Regions from separate parts of the Mus musculus genome. Here region 2 is linked to region 1. The links are chromatin contacts, called in public promoter capture Hi-C maps. All regions are on one chromosome and are shown on one strand. Each heading gives the region's core, a stretch centred on a gene start, on an enhancer-like site or on the middle of the called end of the contact. The rest is flanking DNA. Distances are from core to core; before and after follow the strand shown.

The links. Promoter capture Hi-C pulls out the DNA fragments that hold promoters and counts their contacts.
Region 2: a promoter capture Hi-C map of pre-B cells shows a contact between it and region 1, with 6 times the contacts expected there. The contact joins the enhancer-like site here to the promoter of Tmed6 in region 1. A contact is called at or near these places in 5 of 39 promoter capture datasets (cranial neural crest, hippocampal neurons, liver and 2 more) and 1 of 115 datasets of contacts at active chromatin or transcription factors (embryonic forebrain).

Annotation. Positions count from the first base shown.
Region 1 is chr8:107,062,933-107,068,793 of GRCm38.p6, reverse strand. It overlaps Tmed6 (transmembrane p24 trafficking protein 6), which reads left to right and starts at 3,150. Exons shown (of 4, transcript NM_025458.2): 1 at 3,150-3,395; 2 at 4,594-4,720; 3 at 4,969-5,117. The coding sequence starts at 3,183.
Region 2 is chr8:109,860,856-109,866,716 of GRCm38.p6, reverse strand. Ap1g1 (adaptor protein complex AP-1, gamma 1 subunit) reads right to left here. Exons shown (of 24, transcript NM_009677.6): 24 at 2,507-5,861. All of the region lies in intron 1 of Gm17344 (a long non-coding RNA gene), which reads left to right. Among named protein-coding and RNA genes, the nearest start is that of Gm17344, 4.7 kb to the left of the region's middle. Within about 2 kb of position 3,141, at least 73 of the 459 cell types and tissues checked have an H3K27ac peak or open chromatin away from gene starts, as enhancers often do. A contact at or near this core is called in liver and pre-B cells, where this site is marked.

The DNA of each region.
Region 1 (5,861 bases), core at 1,901-4,400:
TGACTGGGAATGAGGTGGTCCTGGGCTCTCTGACTTCCCAAGAGTGATCGGGCTTCCCAGGTGCGAAGATGTTGGAGCCAGTGGGATGAATTCTGAGAAATTCTTGGTCTAAACGTGCCAATACAGACTAAGTGGGGCTTTTTGTTTTAATATCTCTCTCTCTCTCTTTGCTATAAAATGGCAACTTTTCAATAATGTACCTACTGAGGAAAATGATAGCCCTTCCCTGTTTTTTTTTTTTTTCGTTGTTGTTTTTTTTGTTTGTTTGGCTTGGCTTGGTTTTTTTGAGACAGGGTTTGTGTAGCTCTTGATGTCTTAGAACTTGCCATGTAGACCAGGCTGGCCTTGAACTGACAGAAATCTACCTGCCTCTGCTTCCCGAGTGCCAAGATAAAGATATTCGCCACCACTGCCCAGCTCCCTCTGTAAGTTGTTTTTTAAACTTTATCAATTTCTTTTCTGTTGCTGTAAGACAGCTTGACCCAAGCAACTTATGGAAGAAAGAATTTATTTGGGCTTGTGGTTCTAGAGGGTAGGGAATCCATTATGGTAGGAAGGTGTTGCAGCAAGAAGCAGACCTGGCAGCTGGAGCAGAAGCTCAGTGTCCAGGGTGGGAGAGATGGCTCAGGGGTTAAGAGCACTGGCTGCTCTTCCAGAGGTCCTGAGTTCAAATCCCAGCAACCACACGGTGGCTCACAACCACCTGTATATGGGGATCTGATGCCCTCTTCTGGTGCTGTCTGAAGACAGAGACAGTGTACTCATATACATAAAATAAATATTTAAAGAAAAAAAAAGAAGCTCAATGCTCATATCTTGAACCACAAGTACAGCAGAGAGGGAGCAGGGCATAGTAGCCCACATCTTTAATCCCAGCACGTGGGAGGCAGAGGCAGAGGCAGAGGCCAGCCTGATCTACAGAGTGAGTTCCAGGATAGAGTGAATTCCAGTATCAAAAAAGTCAATTAACTAAAATTCACAGAGAAACTAGGAGAGGCCCATCCCTTGTGACATACTTCCTCCAGCAAGGCTATACTTTCTAAACCTATCCAAACAGTACCACCAACTAAGCAGTACCACCAACTAAGCAGTACCACCAACTAAACAGTACCACCAACTAAACAGTACCACCAACTAAACAAACAGTACCACCAACTAAACAGTACCACCAACTAAACAGTACCACCAACTAAGCAGTACCACCAACTAAGCAGTCCCACCAACTAAACAAACAGTACCACCAACTAAACAGTACCACCAACTAAACAGTACCACCAACTAAGCAGTACCACCAACTAAACAAACAGTACCACCAACTAAGCAGTACCACCAACTAAGCAGTACCACCAACTAAGCAGTACCACCAACTAAACAGTACCACCAACTAAACAGTACCACCAACTAAACAAACAGTACCACCAACTAAACAGTACCACCAACTAAACAGTACCACCAACTAAGCAGTACCACCAACTAAACAAACAGTACCACCAACTAAGCAGTACCACCAACTAAGCAGTACCACCAACTAAACAGTACCACCAACTAAACAGTACCACCAACTAAGCAGTACCACCAACTAAACAAACAGTACCACCAACTAAGCAGTACCACCAACTAAGCAGTACCACCAACTAAACAGTACCACCAACTAAACAAACAGTACCACCAACTAAACAGTACCACCAACTAAGCAGTACCACCAACTAAGCAGTACCACCAACTAAACAGTACCACCAACTAAACAAACAGTACCACCAACTAAACAGTACCACCAACTAAGCAAACAGTACCACCAACTGGAGACCAAGCATCAAGTACCTGAGACTGCCAGCAGCATTTATTACCCAGACCGTCATAGACTTCCTGAAATAAAAATGTTAGCCTCTTGGGCTAATGCTGACCCGGCTTGGGTCTACACTGTGAAATCCTATTTTACCTGCTACACACTCACACACAGTTACAGGAGTTAGAGTTTGTAAACCAACAACTTGAGAAACCGTCTTAGAACGTGAGGACTCCAGCTTCGCCAACTATTCCCATGGGACCAGGAATATATAATGGTTTTATAGAGGATTTTGGATAGTTTTTCCCTCTCTGTGGGTGCCAAAGAAGTCACGAGTAGAAGAAGAGATGGAAGGTCTCAGGGTTTGGAGAAACTCCAGAGCTTTCCAATCAGGCAGGAGAGAGTCAGAGGAGGGGTGGACCACCTTGTTCACCCTTAGCTTGGGTTTCTACCGCTGTGATAAACACCATGACCAAAAGCTCCTTGGGGAGGAAAGGGTTTAATTTGGCTTCGGCTTCCACATCACAGCTCATCAATGAAGGAAGCCAGGACACGAACTCAATGCAGGACGTGGACCTGCAGGAAGGAGCTGATGCAGAGGATGTGGAGCACTGCTGCTGTTTATGAGCCCTTTCTCCAGTTCTTGCTCTGTCTTCTTATAGAGACCAGGACCAGCAGCCTGTGAGTGGCCCCACCCACAGCGCAGTGGGTGGACCAGCAGCCTGTGAGTGGCCCCACCCACAGCGCAGTGGGCCCTCCCCCATCAATCACTAACCCCATCAATTCCCTACGGGCTTGCCTGGAGCCTGATTTTATGGAGGCGTTTTCTCAAATGAGGCTCCCTCATCTCAGATGAGTATAGCTTGTATCAAGTTGACATAAAAGCAGCCGGCACTACTTCTTCGTACACTAAAATGTTTATGTAGCTGGGTGTGGTGGGCAATGTCTTTGATCTCAGCACCCAGAGGCAGGCAGATTTCTGAGTTCAAGACCAGCCTGGAGAGAGGCTCAGTGGTTAAGAGCACTGGCTGCTCTTCTGGAGGTCCTGGGTGCTGGGAATTGAACCCACATGGCGCCTCACAACCCTCTATAACTGTAGTCCCATGGGGTTCGATGCCCTCTTCTGGCATGCAGGTGTACACATAGACAAAGCACCAGTATACATGAAAGAAATATTTAAAGAACAGTGTGGTTACATAGGAGACCCTGCACTGCACCAACGGAGGGGGGGGGGGGCATTGTGGTGCATGGCACCTGTATTACAGAAGATCTACAATGGCTCTGAAACTGGTCCTAAGTGTGGCGTGTGGGGTTAATGATTAGCTGGCTGCTTGGCTGACTTCCTTTCCACGGGATTGTGAGCAGCTCACCTGCAGAAGAACCCACAGAAGGCAGCATGTTCCCTTTGCTCCTCGTGGCTGAGCTGGTAGTTCTGAGCCTCGTGACTTCTGTTAAGAGCCAGGAGACAGATCCCCTACACGGCTCCAAGGACCAGCCACTCTTCCGTGGAGCTGATCGGAATGACTTTGCCATCGTGGTCTCTCCAGGAGCCATCGAATGTTTCTGGCAATTTGCTGACCAGATGGGATACCTCTACTTCAGCTACGAGGTGCGTGGAGGCCTCTGGCCATACCTTTTATAAAGTGAGCCAGGCTTTTGATGAAGCCAAGGTCTGGTTCTCTATGAGGCTGTGGCTGCCACTTGTGAATCAAGTGGACCTTCAGTTAGAGAGCAACTCTGGGTGAGACTTGGATGAACAGCCAGCAACGGGAGCTAAAGCATATGGCTTGGTCTAGAACTGGAAGCTACAGAAGTGTGTTCCAATCCAATGGACAAGAGAGGCAACCTTTAGCTTTCCTCGGATATGAGGAAAGACAACACGTGCTAAAATAGTCACATAATTGTGGGGCACACACCTTTAATCCCAGAACTCAGGAAGCAGAGGCAGGGGGATCTCTAAATTCAAGGTCAGCTTGGTCTACAGAGTGAGTTCCAGGACAGTCAGGGCTACACAGAGAAACTTGTCAATAAAGAAGAAACGAGCCTGGCAGTGGTGGCACACACCTTTAGTCCCAGCCCTTGGGAGGCAGAGGCAGGCAGATTTCTGAGTTCGAGGCCAGTCTGGTCTACAAAGTGAGTTCCAGGACAGCCAGGGCTATACAGAAAAACCCTGTCTTGAAAGAAAAAAAAAAAAAAAAGAAAAAAAAAACAGAAAAAAAGAAAAAGAAAGAAGAAACAAGAGAGAGACAGAAAAGGGTCCCATAATAGATTTTAAGTGAAATCACTTGAGTTCATGGGGTGAGATAAGGTCAGACCTCCTGCATGTGCTAATCCTAACAACCTGTAGAATAACCGGCTCAAAGCTTTGTCTATGCACCCAGACAATTCTGTTCCTCTTTGGAAGGTGCCTATCCCTTGGGCAAGTACACCCAAAGGGGCTTAGGCCACCAAGGACCTTAATATTAAAGTTAGAGGTAACTTTGGTTTTTTTGTTGGTTTTTTGTTTTTAGGTTGTGGGGGCTCTTGGGGAGACAGGATCTCATGTAGCCCAGGCACTGGCCTCAAACAAGATACAGCATCAGTCCTTGCTGGTTTGTTTTGTTTGTTTGTTTGTTTGTTCTTTCTGTAGACCAGGCTGGTCTCAAACTCAGAAATCCTCCTGCCTCTGCCTCCCAAGGGCTGGAATTATGGGATTAAAGGCGTGCGCTACCACTGCCTGGCACCTTGCTGGTTTTTGAGTGATGTAGTAAGGATCTCTCTCTCTCTCTCTCTCTCTCTCTCTCTCTCTCTTTTACCGGTGATGGCAGGTTCAGCGCATTCTCGGGATGTCACATGACCGCCACATTGTTGCCACGGCACATACCCCGCAGGGTTTCCTTATTGACACTTCCCAGGATGTAAGGGGCCAGATTAACTTTGCTACACAAGAAACAGGTATGTATTCATCTCCAAAGCTACAATAATAGTCAAACATTTCTATGAAATTGAGAAATAAGGGCTGGGCAGTGGTGGCACATACCTTTAATCCCAGCACTCGGGAGGGAGTGGCAGGCATATCTTGGTCAGTTCAAGGCCAGCCTGGTCTACAGAGTGCTTCCAGGACAGACAGGACTCTTAAACAGAGAATGTAAGACAGGATGGGGCACTAAAGACCTGGTAATGAGATCTAGGAATTCCCACAGGCTTCTATCAGCTTTGTCTAAAAAATGAGCAGAATCGCTTCAGTTCTATACAAGTGTATCTCAACTTCGGAGTCTTCTATGAGGGGCCCGAGGTGGATCACAAGCAGAGTCAAAGGAAGCAACTGAACGACACTCTGGATGCGATTAAGGTAATGGGATGGGCATTCTTGGGGGTGTGGCCTGAACAAGGGAGGACTCATAATAAAAACCAAATGGGCAAAAAGAGCTGAACCCTTCAGCTCATTATGCGGCACGGCGCTCCTCTGGTACCAAGGCTTGGGCAAACAGTGGCTAACAGACCTGTCTAGTCCACTGCCTGTTTGTAATACTCATTCACAAACTTGTGCAGCTACCCTAGTACTTACAGCAGAACAATCTCCCGTCCCTGCGAGAAACTCTACACGGTCCTCACTGCCCCATCCCCTCTAGAATCTCCTAACCCTAGAAGCGCTGTTGCACTGTTCCTGTAGGTTTTCTGTAAACAGAAGCAGGCAAGTGGATTTTTATGGTCCCTTCTTTCACAAAGCACGGCTTTCGTTTGTTTGAGATAAGGTCTTACTATGTAGTCTTGGCTGACCTGAATTGAATTCATTTTGTAGACCAGGCTGGCCTTGAACTCACAGAGATCCACTTTCCTCTTGAGTGCTAAGATTAAAGGCATTCACCACCATGCCCAGTCTGATTCTTTTTTTTTTTTTTTTTTTTTTGAGACAGTTTCTCTGTGTAGCTATGGCTGTCCTGGAGCTCTGTAGACCAGGTTGGCCTCAAACTTAGCTCCCTGAATGCTGGAATTAAAAGTATGCACCACCACCGCCTGGAATTATTATTATTATTATTATTATTATTATTATTATTATAAATAACAGGGTCTCACACTCTGTAGCTCAGACTGG
Region 2 (5,861 bases), core at 1,892-4,391, 2.8 Mb before region 1:
GACATCCTTTTCTGGTGTGTCTGAAGTCAACTACAGTGTACTGACATATATCAATATATAAATCTAAAAAAAGAAAAAGAAAGATAAAACTTTGCTTCAAAGATTCTGCCTCATACAAATCATTTCTTCTATAAAAGGCGTTTTTTTTGCCTTCCTCTACCACAGTCCCAATCTTCCTTTCTTTGTTTTCTTTTACTACAGTAAGCATGGTTTCTCTCTGTGAAGTTTAATAAAAGGTGAAAGAAAAGCTACATCCCAGGGTTTTCTTTCTACTTTGAAATTATTTCAGATACCTACCTGATTTAGTTGGATTTCTAACCCTGGTTGATTTCACAGCAAACACACTGGTTTTTTGTTTTGGTTTTTTGTTTTGAATGGACCAGGCACCAACATGAAGACAGAAGTAGATAGCCAAGGGCAGGGAAATAGTTGGAGATGGTTTCCAAAAGCCACTTTCTTGAGGTACTACAGATTACCTTTTACAGATCGCATGTGACTTAATCACTTTGGTGTCCCAAGTCCAGCAATGAGTTCATTCTAGGGAACAGCAATGTTTTATAGATGGTTATCTTTTTCCTTATCTGGATAGTAGCCTACACCATCAATTTAAAATGAATCCATATGCTAGAAGCTAAGATTTACTACTTCAAACTGGCAACACCACTTATTAAAAAAAAAAAAAAAAATAGCCCAAGAGCACTGGCTCGGAAGGTCTCAGAGAATCAGTTTTTTCTAAGCAGCTACCTTTAAAGGTCCCCACTACTTCAGATCCAGTTAATCAGCAATAATCAGCTGATGTCTCCTTTTCAGATTATGGACTGCCATTAACATAGCACACTGTCACAAAGGTCACAATTGGTGCTCTCCCCCAGGTCAAGGCAACATGTATGCCAAGTGTTATGTAACCATCATTTCTGGAAATGGTGAACAGCTGAGACTAACCCTAAAAATAAATTCCTCTGGGATTTATGTATGTGTGTGGGGTGTGTGTGTGTATACACAAAACCATCTGCCATCACTGCAGGCTCCTCACTACCCATCATACTAAGGCAAAGAGGCATTAGCATCCCTCCTCTCCTTCCTATTGGGCTCCACACGCCCACTACCTCTCCAGAACACCGTCGAGAAAGAGCGCTAAGGTCAGACTATGTAGAGGAGCCTGGAAGTTCAGATCTATTTACTGATACCTAGCTCCCAATCTTTCAGTGATCACAAAGTCTTCGTTAGGCCCAACCCCAATGTTATGCTACCACAGGATAAGCAGGTCTAGGCGTTGTGTCCTCTGGTTCCAATGTTTACCTGATTTCAAAATTTGAAGGAATTTTTTTTCTGTTTCTCCTTTTAACGTGTGCCTGGGGCTTCATATAAGCTAGGCAAGAACTAAGCTGCACCTCCAACCACTGAACAGTTCTTCCCCCCACATATAAAGACAGCTGAACTGGAGGAGATCACAGAATAATAAGCCATTCATGTGATTAAAATTAATCTTGTAGTTCTGGAATGACATTTAAACCTATGCACAACCCATCGTACTGTTAAGTAAACATCTACTGTCTGTTTACTGTGGCTTTTATAGTTTCACCTAATTATATTTAGATTTCCATCAGTTAAACTTAAATACAGAAACGATGTATTTTAACTACTCCAAGTAGAAAACAAGTTTATAGAAATGTTATCAAACAGTGCCAAAGGGCACTGCTGCATAAAGGAGATAACCTACCCAGGCCCACACCCTCCCCCTCTTCAACCTGGAAACTGTCATATCTTCTTCATTCTCAATTAAGGGAATGTTAGGGATTGTGAGAGTCAAGAGAAAACCAAGAGCTTTCAACCTTCAGCAAAAAACTGTTATCAAGTTTGTGAAGATAATTTGCCATGCCAGCATGAGGACCTGAACTCCCCAAAGCAGGTCTAATGTAATCACAGCCCTGGGGATGTGGAGACAATAGCCACCCAGCTTTGTCTAATGGGTGAACCCCAGGTCCTAGTGACTATTTCAAATAACAAGCAGAATGGCTCCTGAGGAACAACACCTTTACAGCAACAGAGGCTGCCCTTTCACCTGCCTCCCAAGTAAAAAAGGAATTCACGTGTTATGCAAAATAAGCCATGGAATGTCATTCATTTGGGCTAGTTAGGCCTTTCTCTATCAAGTCACCAAAACAACTCACCAAAATCAACCAAGCAATCAATCAAACAAAACACGAACCCTAACTTATAATAAAACATGGGTACCCTTGCTACATAGTTCATCATAGTGGCTTCAGAGCTTTGAGGATTCGCCTATGTGGAGAAAACAAACCTGACAGTAACTGCATTCCAGTTAAATGTCCACTTGCTCTTTGGACTTTTCTCTGTGTAAAACATCTACAAGGTTTTTAAATGTTTCTTCTCTAGGTGAGATTTCTGCTCAAAGGAACATTAAAAGGCTCGGTGTAGCTCAAAGCTTTGGAATAAGAATTCATCTTGGGCTTCTGATTCACATCCAAGAAGCAAGGCAGCAAAGTTTAAATCATTGAGTATTGACTTTTTATTATTAGTCACTGTTCATAATTTGTTTCAACCAAAAGACAATACACACAGCAGAATCCGAATGCATCCCATGTAAATGTTTACATCCATGTTATTCCTCACTCGCCTCCAAGAGACTTATCATTTCACTTTAAAGTGTTTTACATCTCAAAAATATGTCTGCAATAATTAGAACTTCATTAGCTGCCCCACTTGGAAACAGCCTTTTAATAATTTTACAGTAAAGAAGATGTGATGGGGCCTAATGAAAACCGTAACTTACAACATAGTAAAAGGAGAAGGACGATGATACAAGAACACAGTGGGGTTCACAAAGGAAGGAGTGCAGAAGCCCTTTCCCATGAGGTCCCCCAAATAAAATAAAAACAAAACACACAAAGCGCAAATGCAGGTCTTTAAGGGGAGAAAGTCTCCAATGCTCTGTCTTGAAGCCAGGAGCAAGAAGCAACTGCTCAAGCTGCTTCAAGCCGCTTCAGCTTTTTCTTCTGTTTAAGAGTTCCAGGTTCTGGGACTGGAACCTTGTCCATGGGACCCACTCTCTGCTATTGCTTGAAAAGGGTTTTCACTTTCAGTTCCACAAACAGCCCCACCCTCCCGAGCCAAAGCTGGTCAGAAGTATTTTAAACTTCAGAACTTCCTGTGCAGTTCTCCCTTCCCCCACACCCAGACTGACAAATGCCCTCCCAACCACAAAGTTTGTGAATATGCATTTTTTGTTGTTGTTGTTGTTCTCTCTCAGTTTAGGGCTCTGTAGTTAAAATACATTCAGTAGGAAAAGAAAAATACACATTCAAACTCCTCCTTCCCCAAGTTTTCACGGCCGAAATATATTCCAATGTAGAAGAAAATAAAGTTGAACCACAAAAGCGGTATTCCCTAACTTCCAACATTCTCTAAAAGGGCGCAGAAATGAAAAGCAAGGTGTCATATGGGAGATGGAAAATTTCAAACTATTAGTGCTGGACAGTTTTAAAAGTCTGTTTTCATATGTGAGGGAAACAAACAAAGGTTAAGAGCCACACCAGGAACCAAGCAAGGAATACCTGTACTGTTACACTGAGGAATGTTGCTTTAAATGAAAAAACCAAAAAACAACAACCAAAAAAAAAACCAAAACACCTCGAAGTTTAACAGATGATAACATACACAGCAGAAAACCTCCATGACTCCCTAAACCATCTCAAGGTAACAGCACCAAAGCATTGTGGGAGAAGCGTGTACAGTTGTCTGAGATTACTTAGAGGAACTCTCCCTTAGGGTGACTCTGGGATGGGAAAGAAGGATGACATAAAAACTACTCCTCGAGGAAGGCGATGCTAATGAGGTACAAGTGCGTATAAAACTGTCAATAAGTGGGGCTCACTGCTTATCACCTTGGCTTTATTCAAAAGTCACAGAAATCACTCTCTTCACAAAGGCTCCGAGGTTGTCATATACATCCAAATCTGTTTCCTCTTGAAGGGTCACGTGTGGGAAAGGAATGACTGAAATGTGCGCGCGTAGTCACAGAAACGAAGAGATTCCTCCTTTAAGCTGCAAGGCCGAGTGAGAAGAGAACTAATGCTCCTAGAAACTAAGAAGGCACGCTGAAGCTTTCAAAGATCCAATCACAGGGGACAGTCTTCACAACCGTCAGCATCCTAGGCAGGCATCTGGCTGCTAGTCCGTCAGTATGGTGTTCAGGTCGTCTCCCAAATGAACTCCATATCTACACAGCACCCTTTGTGTTAAGGCCATGATTTTTTTTTTCCTTCTCGATAAAGCCATGGATGATTGTAAATGCTACCTCCAAACTCATCACCCGGGCTGAGGCTTTGTCCACAGAGGAGATCTTTCCAGCTCCATCGGCTAGCACTTGGTCTTGAGCAGATTTCTTCAGATTCAACTCAGTTCAACAACAACAACAACAAAAAGCAACCAAAAAACCTGAGCTGGTTAGCTACAAATGGAGAAAATAAAGCCTCCACACAAAAAAGGAATGTTAAGACAAAATTCTATTCAAGAAATCCACCAATACAGCATTAATCCTATCACGTTTCACAGCATTAACTATGCATCCAATGAAATCCGTCTGCAGGAAATCCTAACGGCTCCCACTGATCAGGCAGAGCGGCTGTCTAAAGTCTGCACTTGTCCACACCTGTTTTGCTGAACACAGGAGAAATATCCTGTTTGTAACTCAGATGTCCATTTACCCAGTCAAGTAAATTTCAGTAAATCTTGCTCTTACAGGACTATTAAGACCAGAAACTTTCCCTTTTGGAGCCTTTAGTTCAACTCCAGTTTGTCAATGTTAGGAATAGTCTAGCATCTGATACAGAGCTAGGTTTGACAAGACACTGAAGAATTTAAGTAAAGGCGTGGTGAAATGGAGCAGGGAGAAAGGGAGATTTGTATCAAGAGTTAAAACTGAAGCCAAAGTGTCGTCTTACTGCATAATACAGTAACAACTGCAAACGCTTTACAAGCAAGGGGGCCCACTTTTACTTTCTCCTGCAGTAAACTGGACATGATGCCTGAATACCTGAACATACATAGTACATTCAACGTGTACCACAGACAATCACCTTCACCTCATTCCAACAATTCAACATAAAGATTTGGTAATATTGGGGTCTTTTCTAAAAAACACTCGGCACTCTTACTGTTTAAAAAGCTCAAACCTTTAATTCGAATGTTCATGAGATTGGTTTCTTAAGAGACCAATTTCTCATACTCAGGAAAGGACATTCCTACCCTATGGTGACCGTAAGACTTGCTCTCACATAGGGGGCAAGGAAGCTACAAAGCTTCATTTCAACACCATAAAGTACAATGTGGGAACGATTTCTTTAACCGTGTGGTCTTTATTTCAGTGCCAGTGTTACAGATACAACACAAATGTTCCAGTTAGAAGAAGGAATTCAAACGGAATGCCAAGGTCCAAGCCAGGCTCAGGAAACTAAAAGGGAGGATTGGAGCAACGGATAAGCTGACTCCAGAGTGAGTCTGGGTCTGCTCTTCCTATGGGCCACGGTGTTTTGTGACAGAGTCTGCTCCTTAAGACTGAACTCCTCTTTTGACCCATTTACCACAGCTCAAACAGGCAAGTGACAGGCTTGGGAGAATCATTGTGGGGGAATAGGATCATTAATAACTATTCATGTGTCTTTTAGAAAGTATCCACTTTGCAATTTAATGGGAATTGATCTTGAAAATCATGGAGCGAGAACTCGTGACTACAGCTAAAGAACGAAGAGAAAGGGAGCTGGAAGAGCCTTGAAAGTTTCTATTACAAATAGAGCACCATATCCTTCATGCCAAATCTCAACCCAAGCTCTCTGAACTGC